Linked DNA regions of Mus musculus: regions 2 and 3 are each linked to region 1. Evidence: chromatin contacts called from public Hi-C and promoter capture Hi-C data. All regions are on one chromosome and are shown on one strand. Each heading gives the region's core, a stretch centred on a gene start, on an enhancer-like site or on the middle of the called end of the contact. The rest is flanking DNA. Distances are from core to core; before and after follow the strand shown.

Region 1 (2,970 bases), core at 159-2,658:
AAACGCTTCTCACTGATTTGCTTCTATGCTCAGATGCTGTCCCTTGCTTATCCCTCCCAGTACCATCTGCCCAGGGGTAATACCACCCACAGTGGGCTGGGCCATCCCACGTCAGTCAACAAACAAAACATGTCATGGACATGCCTACAGGGATCAGTGGGATGGAGGCACCTCTCAGTTGAGGTTCCCTCCTCCCAAGTGACTCTGGTTTTGTATTAAAGTCACAAACAACTGACCAATCAGCACAATGGCTCATATTTCATGGAGGGGAAAGCAACATTTAGGTCATAACTCTCAAATCTCCCATTATCAAATTATACATTTACCTTCATCTAGACCCATTGTTTATAGAGTTCCTCCAGTTGAAGTGAGGGTATCCCTCATTTGTATACTAGACCAAACATCTTATGTTCTGGATTTTATATATATATATATATATATATGTATATATATATATATACATATATATATATATATATAATGTATGTGTATATACACACACACACACACACATATACATATACACACACACATATATACATATTTTTTTCTTGTTTTCACCACTTCATCTACTGGGCTCCAGCCACACCATTTTGCCATTCTCCCTTTTCTTCTCTGTTCTTCTTTGCATTTCTTTCTTGTCCCCTCCCACTAATACCTGGAACTCATGATCCTCCTGTCTCAGTCTCTCAAGTGCTGGATTACAGTGGCTTTGCCTTGGCTGTCCTGGAACTCGCTCTATATACCAGTCTGGCTTCTAACCCACAGAGATCCAGCCTGTCTCTGCACACCTCCAGTCGCAGCACTTGGGAGGCAGAGGCAGGTGAACTTTTAAGTTTGAGGCCAGCCTGATCTGCAATGTGAGTTACAGGACAGCTAGTCCTACACAGGGAATCCTTGTCTTGAAAACAACTTTTTAAAAGTCCCCCCCCCCCCCTTTTTAGTAGAATCGTCTCAACGCCATATATTTTGACCAATCCTTTTTCCAGCGACTAGTAATGCCATTCCCATTTTAAACCAAATTCCCTTCAGTTTGTTTTCAGGTCGGCCTAACAATCTTTATTTTCCTCCAACCGGGGATGCTTTTCTCCGAGCTTCTTTCTGGGCTGCCTTTCCCTTGCTCTTCGGTTCGCTGCTCCGCAGACATCTCTCTCATATCTCCATTGTCTCTAGGCCCTTTGCGCTCCTCGACTCTGAAGGGCCTGTAGAACCCAGGGCCGCTAGAATCTCGCCGTTGCTAGGCTGTTGCTAGGGCGGTTGCGGTGGAGACTTCTGAGAGGACCAACATTCGGCGTCCTAGTGACGGATAAAGTTGGCGCCAGCGTCGCCAGGGGGGTGCGTCACTAACACGGGCGATTGGGGGCGGGGCCAGGCGGAGTCACGTGGTTTGGTTGCCTACGCGCTGCTGGGCCGTGGGAAGATGGCGGACGGAAAGGGAGACGCCACGGCCGCCGCCGGGGCCGGGGCTGGGGCTGAGGCTCCGGCGGTGGCGGGAGCCGAAGTCGAGACTGAGTCCATGGCTCGGGGTCATCGCCCTGCATCTCCGGCGTCGGGAGCGCCGGGCCTACGACCGTGTCTCTGGCAGCTGGAGACCGAGCTGAGGGAGCAGGAGGTGTCCGAGGTCTCATCTTTGAGCTACTGCCGGAGCTTCTGCCAGGTGAGGGGTGGACTAGATGGCCGAGGGTGGAGGGGCGGGGAGGCCGGGAGAAGAGACTCGGGATCCGCCTCAACAGCCGGGGGCTTCGCGGGGAAAAACGCCACCCCCGTATCTCGCCGCGCCCCCGGGCCGGGCAGGCCCAGCTCTGCCGTAACCCGACTTCAGTCACTGCCCGGGCGGATTGCGCTGGGCGGTCCTGAGCCCAGAGAGCTCCCTGCAAGGGCTGTGCCCTGTCGCTGTTGCCTGGGTCCTGGCCGGGTGGTTGGAGCGCCACTGCCCCCCTGAGGGATCGATTGCCAGTTCCTGCAGGGAGATGCTTTTTTTTTTGAGTGGTGTGCTGATCTCCAAACTGAAAAACCTTGTTTTTCTGAACAATCAGGAGAGGTGGGCTCTGACCAGAGACTTATCTTTAAAGTCACATCTTTTGGCTTCCCTAAGATACGACGGTTGGTCTTGGATGGCGTCTGGAGCTTTCTGATTAGGGAATACTGAGCCGGTTGATTGGTTTTTGTGGGGTGTTTGTTTGTTTGTTTGTTTTTGCCACTGTGGGCGGGTGTGAAAAGATATGTTTATGCCATTCTTTGACCTGTTTTGTATTCATCTGCTGGTTGTACTACTAGGAATGGAGCCTGGTAGCTCTGTAATGGAGATTAGTCTGAGTGGAAGAGGTCGGGAGAGAGATATAGAGAATGGCCTCTTTGGCAGTCGGGTGATTGATCGTTTCTGTGCGGGTCCCAATCTGTGGGGCTACATGCTGACAGATGTGATTTTAAGTTTGGTCTCCGTGACCACGTTGCAGTTTTTTTTCTATGTTTTCGAGTGTCTTCCAAGTGTAAATGCTTGCCGTCATTGTTTCTGCATCTGGTACTTAGACTATCAGGTTTCTGCCATCCCTTTGCTCCTCATTTGGAGTACCTTAGAGAATAGAAAATAATCGAGGTATGTTGGTACGTGGACTCTTAATGAGCAATTGAGTGCTGAAAAGATTGTGGAGTTAGAAAGTTGTAGTTGGAGTAGTGAGCAATCTGCTTTGTTGGTCCTGGGCAGAATTAGTTGTCTCTGTTGAGTTCATTTGTATCCCACTCTTTGACCCAGAACTTCGTCTATTTGGAATTTTTCTCTGCTAATATTTTCTATACATTAGATCATGTCAGTTCTTGTGTGCACAATCGTCAGCATTCTCATTATTGTCTACTAATAATGATCACTCTTATTTAGGGCAGGCATGTATTCCACAGATTTTTTCCAACCCTTAGAATGGTGCCAGGAAGACTTATGGAAGTTGAAGGGCGTCTTGGGCATTATAATGGACT
Region 2 (2,970 bases), core at 195-2,694, 230 kb after region 1:
GGTTAATGACGGCTACATAGTGAGATCTTGTCTCAAAATGGGAAAAAGCACAACAAACAGCACCCCCAACATCCTGAAGTATTGGACAGCGTTGGGGCGACATGCGTGAGTCTGTTTACTGGTCCTTCGGTGGAGATTGATGGGAAGTGTGTCCTGGAATCCTCCTGTATCGTGTTCTTATGTGCAGGCGCTACTTATTGTTGTTCTCTCTGTTTAGGCAATTTGACGTAGGTGTTATAAAACACATTTTATAGATGGAGAAACTGAAGCCTGGGAAGTACAAGTTTCTCAAGGTCATATTGGTAATCACTGATGGAGCCGCAGTCTTTTCTGACTTCACAGACTATACTTTTAATAACTATACCATTTCCCCACATTTTCAGCCATATAAACTAGGGGAACGTGTTGAAGCTTGAGGCCCAAAGTCTAGCGTATTAGGCAAGGGCTTTACTACTGAGCTCCACTCCTAGCCCATAAGTAACTTTTTTTTTCTTCCTTGGTTTCACGGACTCTTATGGGTTGTGTAGTTGGTGACTGTTATAAGTCTAGTTGCTCAAAACTGAAAGAGAACTCAGGTTGAAGGGCTGTGGTTGAGCTTTAGCCTGGAATGCATGAGGTCATTGGTTTAGACTCAGGTTCAGGGAGGTCAGGTGAGGGAGAGAGACCGAGTAAGGTAGAAATGAGAAGTGTCACCATCTCACTGGCGAAGTGTGGGAGGGATGCTGGGAGGGAAGACTGTGGGGGTGGGAGAGGAAGGGAGGCTGTCACCTGGCTGCTTATGAAAAGGTAGTTGCCTGTATTTCTACTCTGGGGTCTTTGCAAGTGTGTAGACTCAGGGCAGGAAGACTTTTAAGACTGTAAGTGTCTGGAGATCCCACAGTGATGCTGGTATCTTAGGTGACTGTAGACTGCTTTCTCTTGACTTAGACCCAGAATGTAGATAGCCTAATCTTCCATAGCTAACTTCTTTCCAAAAATTTTATTAAGTTTGTTTGCTTGCTTATTTATATTTATTCATTGTGTGTGTGTTGTGTTGTTTGTGTGGTGGGGTCCTATTGCATGTGTGGAGACCAGAGGACAGCTTGTGAGAATTCATTCTGTCCTTCTGTGTAGATTCTAGGATTGTATTCAGGTCACCAGCCTCGGTGGCAAGTGCCATGACCTGTGGAGCTATCTCACTGGCCTCATCTTAGCTATCTCGATTTCAAGACTCTCGAATCTAGAACACAGAAAAAATGCCAAAGAAGTATGAAATAATTGATATTTATTTGGTTGATCCCATTAAAAAATGTAAAGATCATAGGGTAGAAACAAAACCAGAAATTCACACCATGAGAAACCTCCTTCACGTTGGTTTGGCTCTTTCCTTTTGCAGCTGTATGACACCCCACTACCAGGAACAAGTATGTGAGGCGTTGTGTGTCTCGGAGTCTGTGGGAGACTGCGCAGTCAGCTAGGGACTAGAGAGATTGAAGATCTTTCAGAAGATAAAAACCTGAACCAGTGAAAATAGCAATAAACTTCCAAGCAGAGAGCACCCCCTGGTGGTGACGAGGAAGACTTGCACCTCCTGTCATTCTGTATTTTGCCATAATGGACTTTACCTGAATCAAAATAGTCTCTTTCTAATAATAATTATGGATTCAGATTTCTAAGAGTTCCCACGAGACTCTAGCATTTGTTTATCAATACTGCTGTCAAATATCTCAGGCTGGGCAACTTTCTTATTCCAAGCACAGGCCTGCTAATCTCTGTAGAAAGCCAGCAGCATTGGCATCACTTCAACCTCTAATTGTGATACTGTGCTGAATCCATGTCATTAGTTTCTGAGGAACGGTGGAGAAGGAACCACGTCAGATTTTTCAGTCAGTCTTGGTAACTGTCATATAAGTCTTTTTCCCCCCATATAAAATTATGAGAAACAGTTTGGAGATTTTGCGGAGGTATTATTAGGGTAAAGAGAACTGTCAGGGGATAGGAGATTCTATACCTTTTTTTAAACTCATGTGTGAGATTTCTCTTTGTACTAATAAGCTTTCAGGTAACTACATTATCTGGCAATTCTGAATCTAGATAATTCTGTAGTTGGGTAAAGTAGGGACATCAGCCCGGCTTAGGGATCTTGTTAGGTTAATGTGGATGCATATTTTATAGGCTGGAGGAAGGAGAGGATACCAGCGTTTTCAGTTTCAGCATGAGCCTGGCTGGCCTGCAATGCATGTATCCTTTTTCCTAGGAAGAAAGCTGAATCCAGGCCCCTCACCTTTACAGCATCTTCCACTGTTGGTGTAAGGTGCCAGGTTAGAGAGACTTAGATGTGGCTTTCCACCACTCTCCTGGGAGTTTTCTTCATACAAGTGACAAAGTACTATGACATGTATTTTAGCACTGATTAGACACTAAAAGCATGTCTTGTGCCTTCACGTTACATAGTTCCATGTATATTAGATGTCTGAAACTGGCAAGTCCTAGGCAGAAAGTAGACCTGTGATTGCCAGGGACTGGGCGCTAAGGGCCGGTGGGGAGCAGGGATACAGAGTACCTACTAGTAGGTTTGGGATTTGAGTGATAAAACTTCTGGATTTAGAGTGGTGATCACCATGCAGCGGTGTGACTGCCCTGGGAACCTCTGTACTGTATACTCAGAGTTTAAGCTGAAAGTCAAATAAATGTTGATCTACAGGAATGAATAAAGTCAGTAAAAAGGGTAATTGCAGTAAAATCTCATTTGGTTTTAGCCAAAATGCTGCTTGATAATCTAAGTAGCACAGACGAGCATTCTCATAATCTGTCCTGTCTCGCTCTCCACAGGGCCGAGATGGGCCTCCTGGAACATCGGGGTGTTCATCTGCATTCGGTGTGCTGGGATCCACAGGAATTTGGGGGTGCATATATCCAGGGTAAAATCAGTGAACCTCGACCAGTGGACTCAAGAACAGATTCAGGTACCAGCACAGCCTTTAGCCAGCT
Region 3 (2,970 bases), core at 165-2,664, 140 kb after region 1:
CTGGTTTTGCATCACACACAGGACTATTTCTCAGGTCTATGGGAAGGGACAAGATGGCCAACAAAACATATGAAAGCCCTTAATCGACATTCTGAGTAGCAGCTTACAAATGGGTATGAACTTGGCTTGTTCATGTTCATAGCACTGACTACATTGAGAAGCAGGCAGATCCATATAACCTAAAAGCGATCCTGAAGGAAATTGTTTAAAGCGAGATTCCAAAGATCTTAGATGGGGATTTTGAAGCTTTGTCCAAATGCTCACAATTCAGGTACAGGCAGGAGAAGTCCGAGCAGACCAAGTTTAGGAAGAACCAAAGTGGCCTTGTTGGGTGAAAGAAAGAGTCACAACTTGTGAGTTCCTTTTCTTTTAAAAGATTTTTATGGGTTGTTTTATTTTTTAGATTTATTTTTCATTTTATGTATATGAATGTTATGTTCAAATGGATGTCTGTGTACTACATGTGTGCTTAATGCTCTCTCAGAGGTCAGAAGAGGCTGTTGGATCCCTGGATCCATTGGAACTAAAGTTATAGTTGGTTGAGTCACCATGTGGCTGCTGGTAATTGACCCGTTCTCATACCACAATGAAGAACATTTGGAAATTGTAGAAATACATAAAGTAGAAAGTAATATGTACCACAGTTCAGGAACTCTCAGCTTCTCTTGAAAGTTTTGATATGTTGTCTTCCAGTCTTAACAGAGCATTCTCTGATAACAGGTGTCTTCTTTTTTAAAAAGAAAACTGAGAACAGAGACAAAATCCATACTTCTGGGTCCCCATGAACTACATTTCCTTACTTTGGTATTTTTTCTCATAGACTTGGGTTTATGCCATTCTGTTGACATGCACATCTTTTAATAATATGGTAACCTTATATATGTGTGGCATTTTGTATTCTTCACTATACTTTGGTGAGATTTTCTCTTGCTAAATTCCACTATATATAAATATTTTTTTTCTGGCTGCTTAAAATTCCATTCCATAGCTTTGCTGCAGTTTAATCATTTCACACTGTTGGGTACTTTGGCTTATTTTACTATTGCTACACACCAGGGAGCATAAGTGGAGCAGGGTGACAGCCACCCCACTGCTGCTATTGAATTATATTAATACAGCCTTTCAGTGTTAATGCCCTTCCCACTAGTTCCAAAGGACCCCTGGTGTTTTAACTGTTCCCTGCTTTGGACTGTCTTCCATAGGATCTAAGCGTTCCTCCCACAGCAATGCTTACTTTTATGGCTTCTTCAAGAACAAGAGAATAGTTTTGTTTGACACTCTACTAGAAGAGTACTCTGTACCAAACAAAGACAACCAGGAGGAGTCTGGCATGGAAGCCCGCAATGAAGGTGAAGGGGACAGTGAAGAAGTAAAAGCTAAAGTGAAAGTAAGTTCTTTCTTCCTCGGAGCCTTTGACTTATAATAATAATACAAGTTTCCATGCAGTGTGTGGGCCTCACAGAGACCAAGTACAAACACTACAACTCTTAAGGTGCTGCTGTTTGTGAGAAATGTCTACCATTCCCACATGCTAAGCCACCAAACTTTCATAAGATGTACATATTAAAACCGAAAGACCTTAGTTTTTAAAATATTATGTAATAGCTTTTTCTGTGCGAGAGAGAGAGAAAGAGAGAGAGAGAGAGTGTGTGTGTGTGTGTGTGTGTGTACACCATGGTAAAAATGGAAATCAGGACAACTTGTAGTTGATTTTTCTCTACATTGTCAGTCCTGGGGATTATACTCAGCTAGCCAGTACAGGTGACAATTGTGGAGTATCCACCAGGGAAGACTGCTCAGACACAGCTTGAAGCCAATAAAAGTCTTTGTAGCAGCGGGCAACTACTCAGTGTAATCACCATAGCCCCAATATAGCCTTTCTTAGGGTGAACTTTTAAGCACAGAAACCATACCTGAGTTGACATGCTTCAGTTAACAAGAACAGTTAGTGAGAAGTGAAATTACAGAAGCAAAAAAGCAAGGTGAGTACATTTAGAGAATTCCCACAACTGTGGACTTTGATGGATCAGGCCTTTTGTTTTCATTTTTTGGCAAGTGGTGCTGTCTATGTACTAAGTTTTATGGAGTCAGTTGTGTTCAGGTCTGGGGGCCTGTTATCCCTGACCTTTACCCAATGACCCATCTCATTGGCCCATATTACTTTTATGTTTATGATCAAAGAATTTCTGCAGACAAAGTAAGGGATAAACATTTAGCTTTTGTGTAACTGAGGCATACAGTTAATAGGTTTTCCTGGCTTTACTTTGGCAGTAGACAGAGTCAAGACCTGGTCCTGTCATTTAGTCAGTGAGGATCCTTGGGTACATTATGTAATTGAATCGGTTTTATTTGCTTTTATCACTTAAGAAACATATGCTTTCTACTGAACTCTTTTGCTTGGCATTAAAAATATAAAAGTAGTCAGGGGAAGGTGGTGCATACCTTTAATTTAATTGAAGTACCCAGGAGGCAGAAACAAGTGATTCGAGGCTAGCCTGGTCTACGGAGAACATGCCAGGGCTGTCAAAAGTATACAAAAGTAGGGAATGGGAATGTAGCTCTGTTGGTAAAGTGCTTGCCTAGCATGTACAAGACACAAGTTATGATGGATCACACCTCTAATCCAGCACTCAGGAAAGCACTGGGGTTAGAAGAGAAGTCTAACTTTTTTTTAGATTTATTTTATGAATGAGTGCATATGTGTATACCATAGCACATGTCTAGAGATCAGAGAACAATTTTGTGGCACTGATTCTCTACTTCCACCTTTTCTTGAGTTCCAGGGACTAAACTCAAGTCTCCAGGCTTTTGGGCAAAGACCTTTGTAACCCATTGAGTTGTCTCACCAGCCCAAGAAAACTTTCCTGTTTATTCATTTGTTTGTTTGTTTTTAAGACAGGTTCTCTATACATAGCCCTGGGTGCCCAGAAACTCACTGTATAGATGAGGCTGGCCTCAAATTCAGAGATC

Evidence for each region. Promoter capture Hi-C pulls out the DNA fragments that hold promoters and counts their contacts. A called contact is a pair of places that touch in the nucleus more often than the background predicts.
Region 2: a Hi-C map of regulatory T cells shows a contact between it and region 1, with 2.5 times the contacts expected there. The contact joins the enhancer-like site here to the promoter of Rlf in region 1. A contact is called at or near these places in 17 of 39 promoter capture datasets (the 3T3-L1 cell line, 3T3-L1-derived adipocytes, the C10 cell line and 11 more), 3 of 15 datasets of contacts at CTCF or cohesin (the NIH/3T3 cell line, large pre-B cells and pro-B cells), 45 of 484 Hi-C or Micro-C datasets (3T3-L1-derived adipocytes, B cells, the Ba/F3 cell line and 31 more), 25 of 115 datasets of contacts at active chromatin or transcription factors (the 230-238 cell line, CD8 T cells, the SCID.adh cell line and 18 more) and 4 of 9 other capture datasets (adipose tissue, embryonic stem cells, liver and 1 more).
Region 3: a contact with region 1 is called in a promoter capture Hi-C map of cranial neural crest. The contact joins the enhancer-like site here to the promoter of Rlf in region 1. A contact is called at or near these places in 10 of 39 promoter capture datasets (the C10 cell line, the HPC-7 cell line, cranial neural crest and 7 more), 4 of 484 Hi-C or Micro-C datasets (the G1E-ER4 cell line, adipose-derived mesenchymal stem cells, cortical neurons and 1 more), 9 of 115 datasets of contacts at active chromatin or transcription factors (the 230-238 cell line, the SCID.adh cell line, bone marrow-derived macrophages and 4 more) and 3 of 9 other capture datasets (adipose tissue, liver and pancreatic islet).

The regions. Positions count from the first base shown.
Region 1 is chr4:121,213,522-121,216,491 of GRCm38.p6, reverse strand. It overlaps Rlf (rearranged L-myc fusion sequence), which reads left to right and starts at 1,408. Exons shown (of 8, transcript NM_001346660.1): 1 at 1,408-1,657. The coding sequence starts at 1,421.
Region 2 is chr4:120,985,170-120,988,139 of GRCm38.p6, reverse strand. It overlaps Smap2 (small ArfGAP 2), which reads left to right. Exons shown (of 10, transcript NM_133716.3): 2 at 2,812-2,945. Among named protein-coding and RNA genes, the nearest start is that of Mir7015, 13 kb to the right of the region's middle. Within about 2 kb of position 1,444, at least 31 of the 459 cell types and tissues checked have an H3K27ac peak or open chromatin away from gene starts, as enhancers often do. A contact at or near this core is called in CD8 T cells, bone marrow-derived dendritic cells, effector CD8 T cells and 3 more, where this site is marked.
Region 3 is chr4:121,072,890-121,075,859 of GRCm38.p6, reverse strand. Zmpste24 (zinc metallopeptidase, STE24) reads left to right here. Exons shown (of 10, transcript NM_172700.3): 7 at 1,203-1,387. Among named protein-coding and RNA genes, the nearest start is that of Gm23540, 9.8 kb to the left of the region's middle. Within about 2 kb of position 1,414, at least 5 of the 459 cell types and tissues checked have an H3K27ac peak or open chromatin away from gene starts, as enhancers often do.